Regions from separate parts of the Rattus norvegicus genome. Here region 2 is linked to region 1. The links are chromatin contacts, called in public Hi-C maps. All regions are on one chromosome and are shown on one strand. Each heading gives the region's core, a stretch centred on a gene start, on an enhancer-like site or on the middle of the called end of the contact. The rest is flanking DNA. Distances are from core to core; before and after follow the strand shown. Region 1 holds the start of Selenof (selenoprotein F). Region 2 has its middle 48 kb from the start of Selenof.

Region 1 (7,938 bases), core at 2,082-4,581:
GCTGTTTCCGTCCATTCCGTGGAGTAATGTAATTATGTTCATTACATGGACATAAGCTAAGGGCATGACATTAAACCAACTCCTTTGTGTCAGAAATTGAGTTTTCTCAGAATGATATTCATTCTCAGCAATATATGCATCGATAATACAATTTATAAACGCTATTCAAACAGCTCACTGCAGTATAATGTCAGGAGAAAGTCTCAATCTGCTTGGTGTAATTACAGGGGTCTTCAATTAGGAATCAAACATACCTGAGTCCCATTCTGCCTCCACCACTTACTAGTAATACAGTCTTGGGCAAATTATATAATCTAAGGATTATTCTGCATCTGAAAAATAGTTATCTCTGGTGTTCTTGGAAGATAAATAAGAATATCACAGAGGAAAGCTATCTAGTCACAGCCTGGCCCTTTTGTCTCTTTCCTCAGGAGTCAGGATAACAGTCAGTGTCTCTTTCAGTGCTGCCTTGGAAGCAAGACTTGTTTTTTTAAGGAGGCAAGGTGAAGGGCATTTACAACTTCTTTCAAGGATGAGGAAGAAAGAACCCTTGAGGCCAGGAGTTCTGGTCCATCCTGGGCAACACAACATAGACACCTGTGTCTTTTAAAAATAAAAATATTTAGCAAACAATCTAATCAGATTAATGAGCTGACATAAAGCTGCATTATCTCTGTCATCCCGGAGTCTCTGGGTTACATTTGAGAGCTATTTGTTCTCCATTTCCTTTAAGACAGGATAGTGCTATGTAGCAGCACATGCTGGTCTTGAACTCACCAACCTTTGGTGTCAGCTTTTAGAGTACTGGAACTACAGGCCTGACCCACATGGTCAGTCCTCGATTTCTCGGAATTATTTATTGTGCTGCATATTAGCTGTTTCCCTCATAGCTAATCCTTTTTATGCACTTACTCCTGGCAGAATTATTTTCCCCTTGAATGAAAACCATGAGGATGCGCATGGCTCTACCTGTGGTGTTCTATATCCTCAGGTAACTTAACTTTTACAATTATTCAGGTGGTGTCTATAAACTTTCAAACACTGCAGAAAAAAAGTTAGGCAAGGAGGACAAGCAACAAATTTAATCATGTTTAGCCCATACATCTAGAGAATTCCAAAAACCAATTCAAGAGATAATAGATACAAGTGCTCGTTTTAACAACTTTTAATTTACTGTAAGATGAGTCACTTTTTTCCTGTAAAGCTGGATCATGAGTGAGGCCAGACTATGACTGTAAGTACTGTACAGAGGAGCCACGCGGAAGGCAAAGGTATATATTGTACAACCTTCAGTATTTAAAATGAATAATTTCTAGCATGCAAAACCTTTTTAAATCCAGTACATAAGTTCAATGGGTCTTCATAATTTCACTCTAGAAATGAAGGCTGGAGGTACCTTTGGCTTCTCTTCCACACTGAGCTGGAATCAATCAAATGATACGTTCTTTTATAACACTAAGAACAGTGTTGAAGGGTTCTGTAAAAATCTATCAAAACTTGGAAATATCTACTATATATAAAATGTAAATTCTTTTCTGGTACTTCTTTTCTTGAAAATTAATCCACACTCCCAAGCTGCAGCTAGCCGTTCCTCAAGGTAAATTTAAATCGTGTTTAAGAAACAGGCTAGGTCAAAGTGTACTCAACAGCTGCTTCCCACATTCAAATTACATCCTCTGAGCTGATTTACAAGTGCCGAGTACATTTTTTTTTAAATCAGAACGCGTCAATCATTAAGTCTCTCTGTCTCCAGAACACTTCCAAATACCAAAGTTCTCCACTATCCGGAAGCACCGACTATCCGCGCTTTCGACTGCTGTTGCACAAGCTCGCACTGTAATTTTGTGTTTCAGGAATCCTTTCCCATTCCAACACAGAAAGAAACCCACATGGCTCGCTCTTGCCACTCTTTTCCTTTCACACAGTAAACCCTGTAATTCCGAACCCTCGACGTCCCTCTCTTGTCCACGCAATCAGCCTACACTTATGACCCTACTCTCAAGCCCAAATCAACCAGTTCAGCGCCACTCATAGAGAACTTCGGTTCCCCAGACGTTACGTTCCGTACCATCAGAGCTTTTCATCTGCTCCGCTGTGCCACACTGCCAGCCTACCTAAGCTGTCAGTTCTAAGGTCCCTTATCGCCCTAGGCTCAGGCATGCCTGCCACTCACTACAGTAAGCTGCTTTCACTCCCCATCATTCCCGGACTCTTCCATTTCTACCTGTCTCCCCTCGATGAATCTCCCCACGACCACCATCCCCAAAGGATTCTGTGCCCAGGTGGCCCTAATTCAAATTCCAGTCCCCATCGCCGCACATGACTGGGGCTTTCCAGAACCATTCGGAAGAGATGAGAGAGTGAGCGTTCGTGCCCTCAAGCTGCACCAGCTCCATGCAGACTCGGGTCCCCTCTCTCCGTGGAGGGCCAACGGGGCAGCCCTCCGGCCAGGGACCTCGGGCGTCCAGCGCCCCGGCCCAGCATCCCTCCCCGGTGGCGGGAGCTCGACGTGCCTGGGTCCCAGCTCTCGGGACTCTTCGATGCCCCCTGCGGAAGCCCACTTGGCTATACCCGGCAATGCCTACCCGCCAGCCCGGCCCCGGCGCACAGCTCGGCTGCCTCACCTAGCTTCGCCCGGGACTCCTCCAGCTTCTGGATCTGGTTCTCCAAGAAGAGCATCGCCACCGCGAAGGCCACCACCGCCAGCAGCTGCAACTTGGGCGGCATCATAATCCTGAGGAGCCCCATGAAACCCGCCGCTCGCGATCAAGACATACCGCGGGGGGCGGGGAGCGGGGGCCCCGAGGGCGACGGAAGCGCCGGGAGGAGACCCCGACCCCGGAGCTGCGCGGGCTGCCGCGCCGCAGCGACCCCCTCCTCCTCCTCTCCGGTCTCCCGCCCGCGGGAGCCAGCGCCGGCCGCCCGGTGCACGCTTCTCCCCGGCCCACTCGACGGCCCTGGCGCCCTCCTGCCGCTGCCGCCTGGCTTCGGGACCCCGCGGCCGCACGCCCTCTTCCCTCTCTTCCTCCCTTCCCTCCCTCGGTCGCTCGCGGCCGCGCGCTCCTCCAGCGGCGCTGCGGCTGCGGCTGCGCCGCCCTCGGCCCGCCCCCTCCCCTCCCCCTCGGCCACCATGCGCACGCCTTGACGCACGCTGCCCGGCAACCAGAGGCTCCACCCCCGTCCTTCCGTACAGTGGCGTTCATTGGTCCGAAGAACGGCCGCTTATCGCCCTTTCGGTTCGATTTACGGTTGGGTTCCTTGCCACAGGCCTCAAGCAAGGCGTTTTTCGATTGGGTAAATTCGGGGGAGGCGGGGCTAGTAATGAACGAGCTGGGACTTCGTGGATAGCCGCTGTAATGTCGTGAATTAGAAGCCCCGGTGTAGGGAGTCTAGGAAAGCGCCTGATTTGAATCCCTAAAAGAACCTGAGGGCTGTTTAATAGCCGATCACTTTCAGGCTTCTGTAGTCGACTAACTAACACTCGTCTTTGTGGAGTAATAGGCTTGTAGCAGTGGCCTTTTGCGGCGGGCTTCGCATCAGGCAGTGCAGTGGACGTCCCCGGCACAAGGGTCCTCAGACTCCTAAAGATTGACGGCAGACCGCAAGGATGGCGGCAGGGCAGGGCGGGTGGCTCCGGCCCGCGCTGGGGCTTCGCTTACTGCTGGCGACTGCGTTTCAAGCGGTGAGTGTGGACCGCCTCTGTGGCTGCCTCAAGGCCTGTCGGAGGGCGAGGATGTGGAAGGGCAAACCCGCGGCCACGCATGGGAACCGCCGGTGGAACAGGGCTGTCTTTATCGCCGCTTCCATCCGGAGTGAAACGTGGCAGATTTCCAGCCGGAGCTCTAGAGGCGATGGTCTCCTCACTTCAGGCAGCTAAAATCGATTTTTGTAAGAACGCAGTGGGTACATAAAGTCAGTAATGCTTAGGAAGAGGGGCTTTTCTTTTAATGAGACACAAGTAAATGAGAACTACCACTGCTTACAAGTCTCCGAAACCTTAAAGGGACATTATCTTGGTTTTGGTTCAGGCAAGCGCTTTTCCTCGTTAGCCAGAATGCATAGGTTCTGGATCTCTGAGAGGAGAAAACCTAGTTTTGACTTACTTAGCTACTTATGAAACGACTGTATTTTGGTAAACTCCTCTGTGGAAGTTTTTCTCCCATATTTTACATGTCTTGTACTAAGGGTATTTAAGTGGTTTGTCCCAAGATTTTGGAAAGTTACGATTATACCGTGGCTCTCTAAATACTTTGTTTTTCATAGATCCAGTACTTTGCAAATGTTGTCTCTGCTCTTATTACTTTGTCCGAAAGGTGGATTCTTAGCGTCTCACGTTGTAATACGATATCGTTTTGAGACATCTGGTACCTTTAGGTAACATTTAGGGGGCATCCCTTTAAACTTTCCATACTGGAGAGAACCGTGAGTCGTTTGGTTTCTCTTCCTAAACTTTCTATACCGGAGAGATAAGTGAGTCGTTTGCTTTCTCTTCCCATCGTAGTCACTTGAATTTGTTACCACTACTAAATGTTACAAAGGAGTGATGTTCTCAAACTACCTTCTACCTTCTAAATTTCAAGAGAGTGGCTTTGTAACTCCCCACCCCCCATCAAAGTTTTAAACAGTTTAAAACGGTCCTTTAGGTTGGGGAAGCAGTTCTCTCATGTATGCACTGTATGAGCTAGTTGGTTAATTTAAGAACCCAACGCTACTGTGATTCCTAATCCGTGCCATTAACTGAGACCACTTAGTTCTGCTTCCAGCCTCTCATCTCCCAACAGACCAGACTGACTTATTTTTCTCAGCAATCTCAGGACAATACTCCAAAAGAGCAAAGGCCTCTTAAGACCTCGTCGTGGAAACCACACACCTCTCTGGGGCGACCGAGGCTAAAAATAGAAAGCCAGGTCCTCCCACTGTGCGAACAGATCCAAGCTCCATCACATCAGACTTGTCAAATTAAGTCCCCAGACCAAGCCTCAGGTAAACATTGAGACCCCACAGCCATATGGGAAGAATGACAGAATTGCATTGCAAAGAAATGTCTGTACATACGAGGACCAGAGCAGGAAGAGTTTATGGCTTTGTGTATGCCACGGCGACTGTCCACAAATGTAACTTAAACTTAAACACTCCTTCCTTTATGTACTGCACAGTTACCTAGCCTTACTAATTCTTACTCCCTCAATATACCTGAAAACTAGTTCAATATTATGAGACCTTTCTCCTTGAAAGTAACAGCCTACTGGTTTTTCTCTGAATTGCAATTCAGTCCAGTGTATGGGCTTGCCTATGATTTATTAACTGGTTTCCACTTCTAATTTCTTTCTCATTCTGCCCTTACCTGTCTAGAGTAATATCTCTGAAATTTAAACTTGTTGTGCTCTAAAAAAAAAAACTTCCCACTTGCCTTGAAGATGAAGTTTGTCTTTACATGTTCCTTTGCAAGTTCTTCACCAGGCTTACTTCCTGGTGCTTCCGTGTTCTGCTGGGAGAACAAAAGGCGAGGAAGAGCTGGGGTACTTGCTCAGGTAAATCTCATGTAGTTTGTTCTCTCTCAGAAGCTGTCTCCCTTACACCCATAAAAATGATTGTCATCTGACTACTATCTGAACCTCCTTCCACCATGTGGGTCCTGAGGATTGAACTCAGGTCCTCAGGCTTGGCAGCATGCATCTTTACCCACTGAGCCATCTGGCCACCCCTCAGCCTTCAGTTTTCAGCTCTAAGAAATTACCTCCTCCAGAAAAACAATCTCTCTGCCCCCAGCTAAAGCCATTCAGTGCATTAGTGGTGGTCAGGACCTGATCTCTCAGCTACCTTTAATTTTCTATTGTTTCTTGAAGTGTCATTCTCCCAGTGTGCTAACTGGATCTCACCTTAAAGAAGGGCCTGTTCCTGATTACTTTTTGTCTGTACTGACATACTTGGAGGGGCACCTTGACATCTAAATAGGATGCTTCATGAGTAAGCTAGGGGATCTACAAGCAAAGGTCTTACTGCCTGGACAGATGAAGCCTGCTTGTAAGTTATTGTTGACCCTCGATTCCAGTTAACTTCTTCTGGGTCTGTTACAAGTGGTCCCAGCTGGAGTGTCATTGACAATTGACGGTACAGACCACTCGGAAAACTCTCCTGGTAATCACTAAGTACTAGATTGAAACCTTTTTAGGGCAGATGTCAGCTTCATTCTGTTCTTTGTAAATGAGGACTATAAATTAGTGTATATTAGAAAAATAAAATACAAATAAGACCATATAAAATCAATCTCTCTCTCTCTCTCTCTCTCTCTCTCTCTCTCTCTCTCTCTCTCTCTCTCTCGATACTGCGCTGTTTAGTTTTAAATTTAAAAAGAACTTTAGATGTGTTTTCAAATTTTAACTTTTAACAGCTGTCATCTAAGCACACTGGTTTACTCTGCTTCTTAGTTTTCTGTTTTTCTCCGTGATTACTCAGAATATAATGCTTAACTCCATCTACTTCACAGACTTAAGGTCAGAGCCAGGCGTGTTGGTGCCTCTTGTAATCTGAGCTGCTGCTTGTAATCACAGCATTCAGGGGGCTGAAATGGGAGGATCCGACATTTGAGACTAACCTGGGCTACATGTAGCAAGTTCCAATCCAGCCCAAGCGATATAACAAGACTGTTTTAAAGGATGGACCAAAAAGCAGAACTTACAAAGTCTTAACTTCCTGGTGATGCATAGGGGTGTGTAGAATTATTGGAAATACAAAAAAAAAAAAAAAAAGTTAGGCAAATTCTTGGATTTTGCAATTGGGGAAAAGACCAAGTAAACTGGACACTTGTCAGGTGAAAGTCACACAGTGTGGCTTTGGAACCGCAGGAAGGAGTAAAAACTACTTCATGACGCCTTGAAGTGGAGCCTTAGCTCACGCTTCAGTTGAGAATTTAGTGTCTGCACCTGCACTCTAATTTCAAGTGAGTGGCAGTGCTCTCTTAACAGCTTTCCGTGAGATGACAGCTGGAGTAATAGCAAATGCTTCAACCTGGACTACGTCCTGAGCATGGGTAAAGATTACAACAGTACATTGTGGTGGGACCTAAAGCTCTTTAACAAAGCTCCTCAGACCTGGTTATGCAGTCCTTTGTTCAGCTCGAGCATCTCCGTGTTTATAGTCTTTCCTGGAAACTATAGAGTGAGCTGTGCACCCTTCAATCGGAGACACTCATCACCCATCTGGCCACAGTTTGACTCTCTTCTCCGAGTATCCTGTGAGCAGTGGGTGGCACGATTAGGGTTGTTAGTATTTTTCTTATTACTGATCTAACCATGATGCATCACCGAATTCCACACAGTAAGATAAGTCAGAGGTTAGCCTGTTTGCTGTTCATTTAACAATGACTGAGACTGGATGATTTTTAAAGAACCTCATTTTGGTACCCAGTTGTGGAGACTGCATAGTATAATCTGGACAACCACAGCACCCCTGACTGGTGAGCACCCCTGACTGTAATCCTAGCAGAGAATGAGAAAGCTGCACATAGCAACTTCCCCACACAAGGACTACGTGAATCAACATGTAAGGGTCACGCACCTCTAACTAGACCACCTCACTACACTGTATTGAGAAACCGGGCTTCTACCACGTGGGTTTTGGTGAGGACATACACAGTCAGACCATTGCAGAATTTTAAAGGCAGGCTAAGATTAGACTGTTATTAATTAGTGTGTAGTGTCTGTGTGCTTGCAAAGACCAGAAATTAATCATCGGGTGCCTTCCTTTTTGGCTCCGAGACGGTCTTTTACTGATCCCAGAGCTCAGTGTTCGGCTGGATTAGATCTCCGGCAAGCTCCAGGGACCCATCCGTTCCTCTGGCTCGAGACTCATGTCCTCATGAACATTTGGCATTTTACCAACCAAGCCATCTCTCCATTCCCAGGATTAAAAATCTTAATGCAAGTTTTTCTTGTGTAG
Region 2 (7,938 bases), core at 3,568-6,067, 49 kb after region 1:
TCAGAGCCTCCCTTCTTCTGTGGTGTGGTTTCACTCACTGTAAACGTGCAGTACCACTGTCACCTCTGTGCTGCAGGATCCTGTTTACAAAGGTTCCATTTCTCCAGTCCTCTGCTGACCCTACTATCCACTCCTGTGCCCACTGATACTGCAGTTGCCGCAAAGTTAACTAGCTGTCTCCACAGTCCTATCCATCCAAATACCAGAAATCAAAGGGCAGCAATGCCACGTCAGGCACGTAGAACTAACAGGATGTGGTAGGACTTCGGCAAAGAGAAAAGACTGTCCTTGTGTGAAGAAACCACTATTTGAAAGGCTTTAAGCATTGTCCCGACCACTTAATCCTTTCATGGACTGGGCTTCACTTACAAGGGGTGTGGTACACACTCAGGCCCATCGTGACAATAGATGTTCCTGACTGAACTCAGGGCCCTTAGTTAGGAAAGTCTTTAGAAACGATTTGCTTTCATTCTGGAAAGAGCTCTTCCCTGGAGCCTCACATCTGTTCATTAACATCATGCGACTTCCTTGTACAAACTGACATTGCTTTTATCATCAAACTTTTCCAGAGAGCAATTTTTCATTTTCTGTAATCTGTGTTCCCTCCACACCTTCTAGAGTTTTCTGCTTATGAGCTATCTACCCTGAGTTTATTAGGAGGACCAGACCTTTTATTTGTATGTGATTTGAAGGAACTGTCAGAGTGTATATGACAGGAAAATTAATTTCTTCACCCAGACCTTAGGATGCTTTTTGGTGGCGATGATTTGACTTTAGGCTCTGTTGTTTGTTTGAGACAGCATCTCATCATATACTCTGTTCTGGCCTTGAACTTGTAATCCTCCTGTCTCAGCATCCTGAGTGTTGGGTTTAGAGGCATGCACAAATTACTCTTACTTTAGAAGTCAGCTCCTCACATTCAACCACATGGTACCAGAAGATTCTATTCTCTTGGGTTTGGCAAGCACAAATACATAACTATATAACATTCTTTCTCCCAGAAATTTAATTTTGTATGAGAAATTTTGCTTAAAGGAAGAGTTGGAAGGGGAACCTTACCTCCAAAGAGTCCCTTTCTTACACACTCAGAGCAGCTGTCTGTTAATAATAAAATGGTACATTCTTCTTGTGTCTGTGTGAACACATGTTTGTGTGTGCACACATGTTGACAGTGCACCTGCAGGCATGAGAGTGTATGATGGCCAGAAATCCATGTGGTTTGTCTTTCTTGATCATTAGGAGCCTGTGTGCTTGATAAAGTCCCTGCACTGATGAACAGCATTCCGTGGCAGTCCCAGGTCTCAGGATGCTAGAGGAGTGATTGGGCAGAGATTAGCAAGACCTAGATCTTTGCTGCCGTGTGTCATCAGTAGGCCAGTTCATTTTGGTTCAAGAACTGCTGGCACTTAGGTTGGTGAGGTGTCTCCGATGGTAAAAGGTGCTTACACCAAACCTCCCAGCCTGCGTTGCATCCCTGGGACTTGTAGAAGGTCTCCTATTAAGATGCCGTCTGACCTCGTATCCCATGGTAGTTATAGTCCCCACCTCCTAAAATAAATAGATGAAACGTGATGTAGAGCCAGACCTACTGATTCTCATTTAGCAGGGACACTGACCTGGGTTTAATAAAAGTGAGGTCACAAGTTGTTAGTGCACCAAGCAGAAGCAAAAGGGCTGAAAACCAAAGCCCGTGTTCACCCTTTCCTGACACACTGCCATGCTCTCCGGCCTCCACTTCTCCTCCATTTCCATCCCACGGACCACAAATGAGTGTGCTGTGCATCCCACATCAAGTCGTGCCATAGGAAGCTACACCATCTTCCTCCAGCTCACCCCCAGCCCCTCCATCCAACTAACTTCTCTCAATGGACGCCAACGCAGTCTTCCTCCTTATTTGGTGCTGCCTGTGAGAGCGCAGGTGTCAAGGGCTGAACTCTGTTCTCGCTCCTGCTGTGTGTCTGGGGCTCAGTACGGTGTCTAGCACAAAGGGGCTTTATAAACACTTCTAACGCAGTGAGCTGCTCATCCCCAGGACCCGATGGATCATTGATCCAGTGATCCTTCCCACTTGAAGTTTCCCTACTCTGCCCCCTTCAGGGCCCTGCTTGATGTCTCTCGCCCGCATCAGCACTCGTAACTTAGCACCCGGCTACATCCCACATTGTTGGCGTTCTTTCCGTCTTCAGGTAACGACGCTGGTGGCTGTCCTCTGCCCCTCCTAGGGCATCTGCTTGCTCTGTAAACATGGAGCTCACTCCTTAGAAGCAGGTACTTAAATCTAACATCTGCAACTTGCCATCAAGAGCTCTACTGAGCTCTGAAGATGAGGGCTGCGGTGTTCAGCTTTCAAATAAATCAGCTTAATTCCAGGAAAGTCTGAGTAGCTGCAGGAAATTAGAGAGCTAGAACACGCTGCCTTGATCCAAAGAACACGAAATCTTCCATACAGCAACGTCATTTCTTAAGAAGGGTGATAAATCCCACTGACGGGAACATCGGGGCTCTGTCTCTTCCACAGATCCCATCCTTCCCCTGTCAGAACACCTCCACCCCCCAGTTCCCTTTTCCGATCACTGAAGAACCTCTCCAGTGATGCTTCTGGGACCCTTTTTGTGTGCAGTGATTTACTGTCGCCCCTTGTTGGGCTGCCTGCTCAAAACCCAAGACTTTGCAGATGCACCCCCACCCCCACCTCGCTCCTCTGGGGAGATTTAGTGGCAGTTACATTTCAACTTTCTTGGCAGCAGCCCGTGGCCTCCAACCAGAGCAACTGCAGAACGGACTTAGAACAAGAATGGCTGCCCTGGAAGTTTCCACTAGGTGAGAGGAATAATAAATGAGTTTCTTTACCATTAGGTAGTCTGTGACCTGCCAGATGAATTAAGGTCATATTTTATCAAATTGAAGCGTGCATCAGAGCCCTTTCCAATGTTATAATACAAATCTCAAACTGGCTTCATCCAGACAGGAAGTCAGTGGTAGCCCTAATGGAAGAGCCCAGTGCTGTCTGGCTTTACATACAGCCTCAGAAAAGAGAGAACATTAGCCCATTGCCTGATATTCTTTTTAAGATTAATTTTTATTTTTGAATATGTGTTGTCTCCCACATGTATGCAGGTACCCGCAGAGGCCAGAAGGGGGTGCAATATCCCTTAGACATGGGGCTATTAACTTCCTGATGTGGGTTCTGGGAACTGAACTTCAGCCCTGAGTCGTCTCTCTGGGCCCCATCACGTGCTCCTGTAAATAGTTTTAGTGGCACAAAGCCACATATCTTCTTTTACATAATGTAATGTCTAGGGCGGCTCTCGAGCCATAATGCATTGGATCCTTGCAGGAATGATCTGATCTATTTATGATCTGGCCTTTTCCAGTAAGAGCTTACCAGTCCCTGACTCCAGGGCTTGGGTGACATCATCAGGATTCTCAAGCCATCCATTGACTACAGTCTTTCTCCCGGATGACCTTGCTCTCAGCTTCTTTCTGTTCTGATATTCCTTCCTGCAAATAAGCCTCGGCTGAAAGATCATTTCTCTTCTGGTAACTCTTTGAAAAGCCCTTGAAGTTGCTTTCAACTGGCAACTTGGATGAGGTATTCATCCCTCAATTGATGACCGACAGGAAGAATTGCCGCACGTGGCTTGGTCTGAGTTACCCTTCCAGCTCTGGTGGGGTAGGGCCAGCCACTTCCAGGACAAATGGACAGAGAATGATGGAGTGTCCCTCCCAAAGGCAAAACAAAACAAAACAAAAACACCACCACCAACAAAACCCACTATCTCCAGTATGAAACCTCTTCCCCTACCCCGAGGCTGGATGCATTCTAATCTTGGACAGTGCCCAGGGTGGGTTAATGAGACTCGTGTGTGTGATCTCAGACCCCAAGGCAGTCCTAGTAATGACAATGACCTGCTATTGATGAGTTTTGATGGCAGACTACAGTAAGCACTTCATTAGATACAGTCTTGTTTGTTCTCCAGACAACTATGAACTGGGCGTTTTTAACTTCTACTTTACAAATTCGGTAAGGACAAGTGAGAGGTTTGGTAAAGGCCTGCTCTGAGGAAGCGTGGTATGAAACCATAAGCAACGGTATGGCTTGATTGTGGTCATTGTTCTTATTAATGTCAGCAGACGTCCTTTGAATCCCACCAACCTGAATCAAGTCCTGGATTTGTTCTCAACCCTAGGAGTCACAGCTAGATGGTAAGTTACAGGAAGAGAGGGGTCATATTTGTCCTTAATCCTGCTCTGGTCACTGTGTCCCTAGTTGGCACACAGTAAACACCTTAACAAACTGGTATTGAGGACAACTTTTCTAAGCCTGACGTTTTAAATGTGACATAGTAAAATACATGTGCATAACTCAGGAAGGGATTGCACAGCACAGAACATGCAGAACACAGCTTGTGCTAGGTGTAATGACACTGGCCCTTAGTGAGTGTCCAATTGCCTACTAAACTACACCCTGAAACGAACAGGTTGGTTCGTCTGATTCTCAAACCCCTGCCTCCACGTTACAAGTGAACCGTGAACCGAGTCTGTGTTCTTCTTTGTCACAAGTACTGAGGATGTGTCCCACCCTCTCGCCAGTGAGTCCAACTCTTTCTATTAACTTCCAGGACTCTGAGGCATTTCATTCAAGTTCTGCGAAGTGATGGCCTCTCCTTTTCTCTCCTGCATTATTGGGAGAAATAAAAGCAGCTTTCTTCAAAAACACAATGAAGACTTTTCTCTCAGCCCTCCTTCTCTTTTCCCCATTATTTCCAGAGAGCAAGGTTGGGCTGCAGGAGGCTCTGTTGCCTGGCAGGAGCCTGCAATTCACAGAGAGCCAACAGTGGGAGCCAGCCAGGCTCTGGCCTCGCCAGACCTCCCTCCCCGCTCCAGTAGGTCCTTCTTTCCCAGAATTGCCTGCTGCCATCTGCTGGCCGTATGATGTTAAGACGGTCACCACGGTGATGTCTCCCAAATGAGCCTCCTTCCAGCTTCCAGGCACCTTCCTGGGCCTCTGGTAGACAGTGCCAGCAGGCAGACCAACAGAAGATTTCAAGGTAAGGTTCTCAGACAGACGTGGCTGGAAAGAATCGACTCACAGCCCAAATGAGGGAAATGCAAACCATGAATCCTTCTCCCATCTGACAAACGCGCTTCCTTGCCCGGAGCCCCCTGCTTCTCATCCCCAACCCATCTCTCATCCACCAGCACCCTGCCATTCTTTCGGTCACACCAGCAGCTCCCATAAGCTGTATCACCACAACAATCGTACTAATTAATTTTCTTTTTCGCAAATAGTTTCCTATGGAAAAGTTATAAGAATAGTCACAAAGAATTCCCCTACATTCTTCTTCCAGCCAAGCCCACTGAAGATTTTCCAGTGGAGTCAGCAGCTTTTTGTAATCAGAGGATCCAAACCAGGGTCACACATTTTCCTGCTTCTCATGCATCTCAATGTCTTCCTCATTTGGAACATTCCTGACTTCTGCTTCTATTCCACTTAAGGATAGATGTTAGCATTGTAAGCAGTTCCAGCCAGTGTTATAGAATGCCTTCGGCCTGAGTCTGTCTGATGCTGTCTAGCCAGTGTGTGCATAACTGGCAAAAATGTAACAGACATGGGTCATTTCACAGCACTGACTCCGGGGACCCACACTGTGTTTCCTATGGTATGACTTTGGGTCACTTTTAGTATCCTCGTCTGTGTGGATGTCTTTGAATGACACTTGTCTGCCTGGCATACTAGGAGGTCAGAAGAGGTTGTCAATCCCCTGGAACTGGAACTACAGGTGGTTGTGAGCCACCATGTGGGTGCTGGGAATTGAACCCTGGGTCATCTGGAAGAACAGCCAGTGTTCTTCCTGACTACTGACCCATTTCCTGGCCCCATCAGCTTGCTTTTTATAATACGGTACCTGCCAGGAGAATGATGTCTCAAACAGTGGGTTCTGCAACATCAATTAACAGTTAAGATAGTGCCCTACAGACAAGCCCACGGGCCAGTCCAATCCAAGTGATTCTCCAGGGTCTCAGGTGTGAGTCCCTTCTCAGCTGGCTCTAGGGTATGTCCAAGTCAACTAGTTAAAGCTGACAGGTAAAGTTAACTAGGATGTTAGTCTTCCATAGCTCATGGCCCTGCTGGACCACTGACTCTTCTGCTTGGCCTCACCTGATGCTGTTTTCAGAAAGTTAGGAGAGGGAGTAAAAGGGAGAGAAGGAAAATAATACTGTATTTTGAGACTAGAAAAAGATGTTCATTCTTAACCACTATTGTCACAGATTATTCTGTGTTCTCCACAGAAGTATACACTTTGAGAAAGCCATGACTATGTCTCCCTTACTCATTCATGGTGGGTTGTAGCTCCAGGATCTAATGGGATGGCTGTTGCACTTCCTGTCTTCCCAACCAGAGCAGCAGGCATGCAGAGCCTGGCTTACATAGGTTCTCAGAGCTGAACTGAAATCCTCACCAATGAGCTATTGCCCCAGCCCAGCGTTTATTTATCATTGATAGCTGTGTGTGTGTGCTGGGGAGTTTGTTTATTTTATAATTTAGAGACTGGAAAGTAAGATCTGTGCTCCAACAGATTCTATGTCTGATGTTGGTTCTCTGCTCTGTAGACCGCACGTTCTAGGTGTCTCTTCATAAAACGGAAGGGTCAGGCAAGCATGCCCTTCCAGTTTCCTTATAAAGGTACTGACTCACTTCATGAGAGCAAAGATCTTTATTTTTTTTTATTATTTTATGTGTATGTGTGCCTGAGTATATGCATTAATACCACATGCTTACAGGAACTCTTGGAAGCCAGAAAAGGGCATAGGATCCCCTGGAACTGGGTTACAGGTGGTTGTGAGCCACCACAGGGGTACGCAGAACCAAACCAGGGTCCCCTGCAAAGAGCTCCTAACCACTGGGCCATCTGGCCCACCTCTTGGTGCCTCCATGCTGTGGATGAGATTTCAGTGTCAGCCTCTGGGGAACAAACACTCAGACTCTGGCTGTCACACAGGCAGGAAGACGAAGGACTTCACGATGAGAAAGAACTGGTGCTGGATCTGGCAGCCTGCTTCCAGGCCCTCCTCATCACTCCTGTGCTAACATTTTCTTTCTAATAGGTATAATTATTTGGCCCCAATTGCCAGCAGCAAACATCAACCCTAGTCTACCCGCCCCAGCCTCCTCCTAACATCAAGTCCTAATGCATGTGTGCTTTCCTCGCTCGAAAGGCATGCTTTTCAGGGCCTGATGGGAGGGAAGGAACAGCTGGACCCTTTCAGCACATCCATTAGGAAGTGATAGAGCGCTCGCTCGCTTGCTCGGAAGTGCAGCTGCCAGGATGAAAGCCTTTGCTCAGCACAAAGGGCTTCAAGCACAGAACCCAGCCTTTCCCCTCCCTCATGTCTACAGGGTCACAGTGGTTGGAAGCAAGAGTCAAGGTGACACTTTTTGTTCTGCCTACTGGAGTACAGGTACCTGGCTGGTCAAAACTTCATAAGCAGAAGTGGCCAAAGCCTCTCTGCTCCTCACTAGACCCTGCGAAGAGGCCCAGGGTGATTGCTACAGGGCCCAACCTTCCTAACCACAGACCTCCAGCTTCAGCCAGGGTTATCCCTGTAGACCCGGGTAGGGAAAGAGGTGTGAAATCTCAAAAGAGCTATTTCTGACTCCTAGATAAGGCAGTGAACTGACCTCCTCTGTTTTATCCATCCATCTGCAGCCAGACTTTCCAACCCCTTGGAATAATCTAGAACCATTTTAATGAAAATATCACCACCAAAGATTAAGATTCAAGTTTAGGTGGTCAGATGGCCCATTCAAAGGAGCCCTCGTGACCCCTCTGTGCAGCCAGAGCCCACCACCCCACCCTCTGTGCAGCCAGAGCCCACCACCCTACCCTCTGTGTGAAGCCAGAGTTCATTATCCCTACTCTCTATGCATTCAGA

The links. A called contact is a pair of places that touch in the nucleus more often than the background predicts.
Region 2: a contact with region 1 is called in a Hi-C map of Schwann cells, with 5 times the contacts expected there. The contact joins the enhancer-like site here to the promoter of Selenof in region 1. A contact is called at or near these places in 6 of 12 Hi-C or Micro-C datasets (the A7r5 cell line, Schwann cells, frontal cortex and 3 more) and 1 of 1 datasets of contacts at active chromatin or transcription factors (oligodendrocytes).

The regions. Positions count from the first base shown.
Region 1 is chr2:236,299,108-236,307,045 of GRCr8, forward strand. It overlaps Selenof (selenoprotein F), which reads left to right and starts at 3,332. Exons shown (of 5, transcript NM_133297.2): 1 at 3,332-3,682. The coding sequence starts at 3,608. Hs2st1 (heparan sulfate 2-O-sulfotransferase 1) reads right to left here and starts at 3,026. Exons shown (of 7, transcript NM_001100518.1): 1 at 2,625-3,026. The coding sequence starts at 2,748. It overlaps LOC120100962 (a long non-coding RNA gene), which reads left to right and starts at 3,689. Exons shown (of 2, transcript XR_005501383.2): 1 at 3,689-4,983; 2 at 5,450-7,938.
Region 2 is chr2:236,346,129-236,354,066 of GRCr8, forward strand. No RefSeq gene overlaps it. Among named protein-coding and RNA genes, the nearest start is that of Selenof, 48 kb to the left of the region's middle. Within about 2 kb of position 4,818, at least 14 of the 93 cell types and tissues checked have an H3K27ac peak or open chromatin away from gene starts, as enhancers often do. A contact at or near this core is called in the A7r5 cell line and Schwann cells, where this site is marked.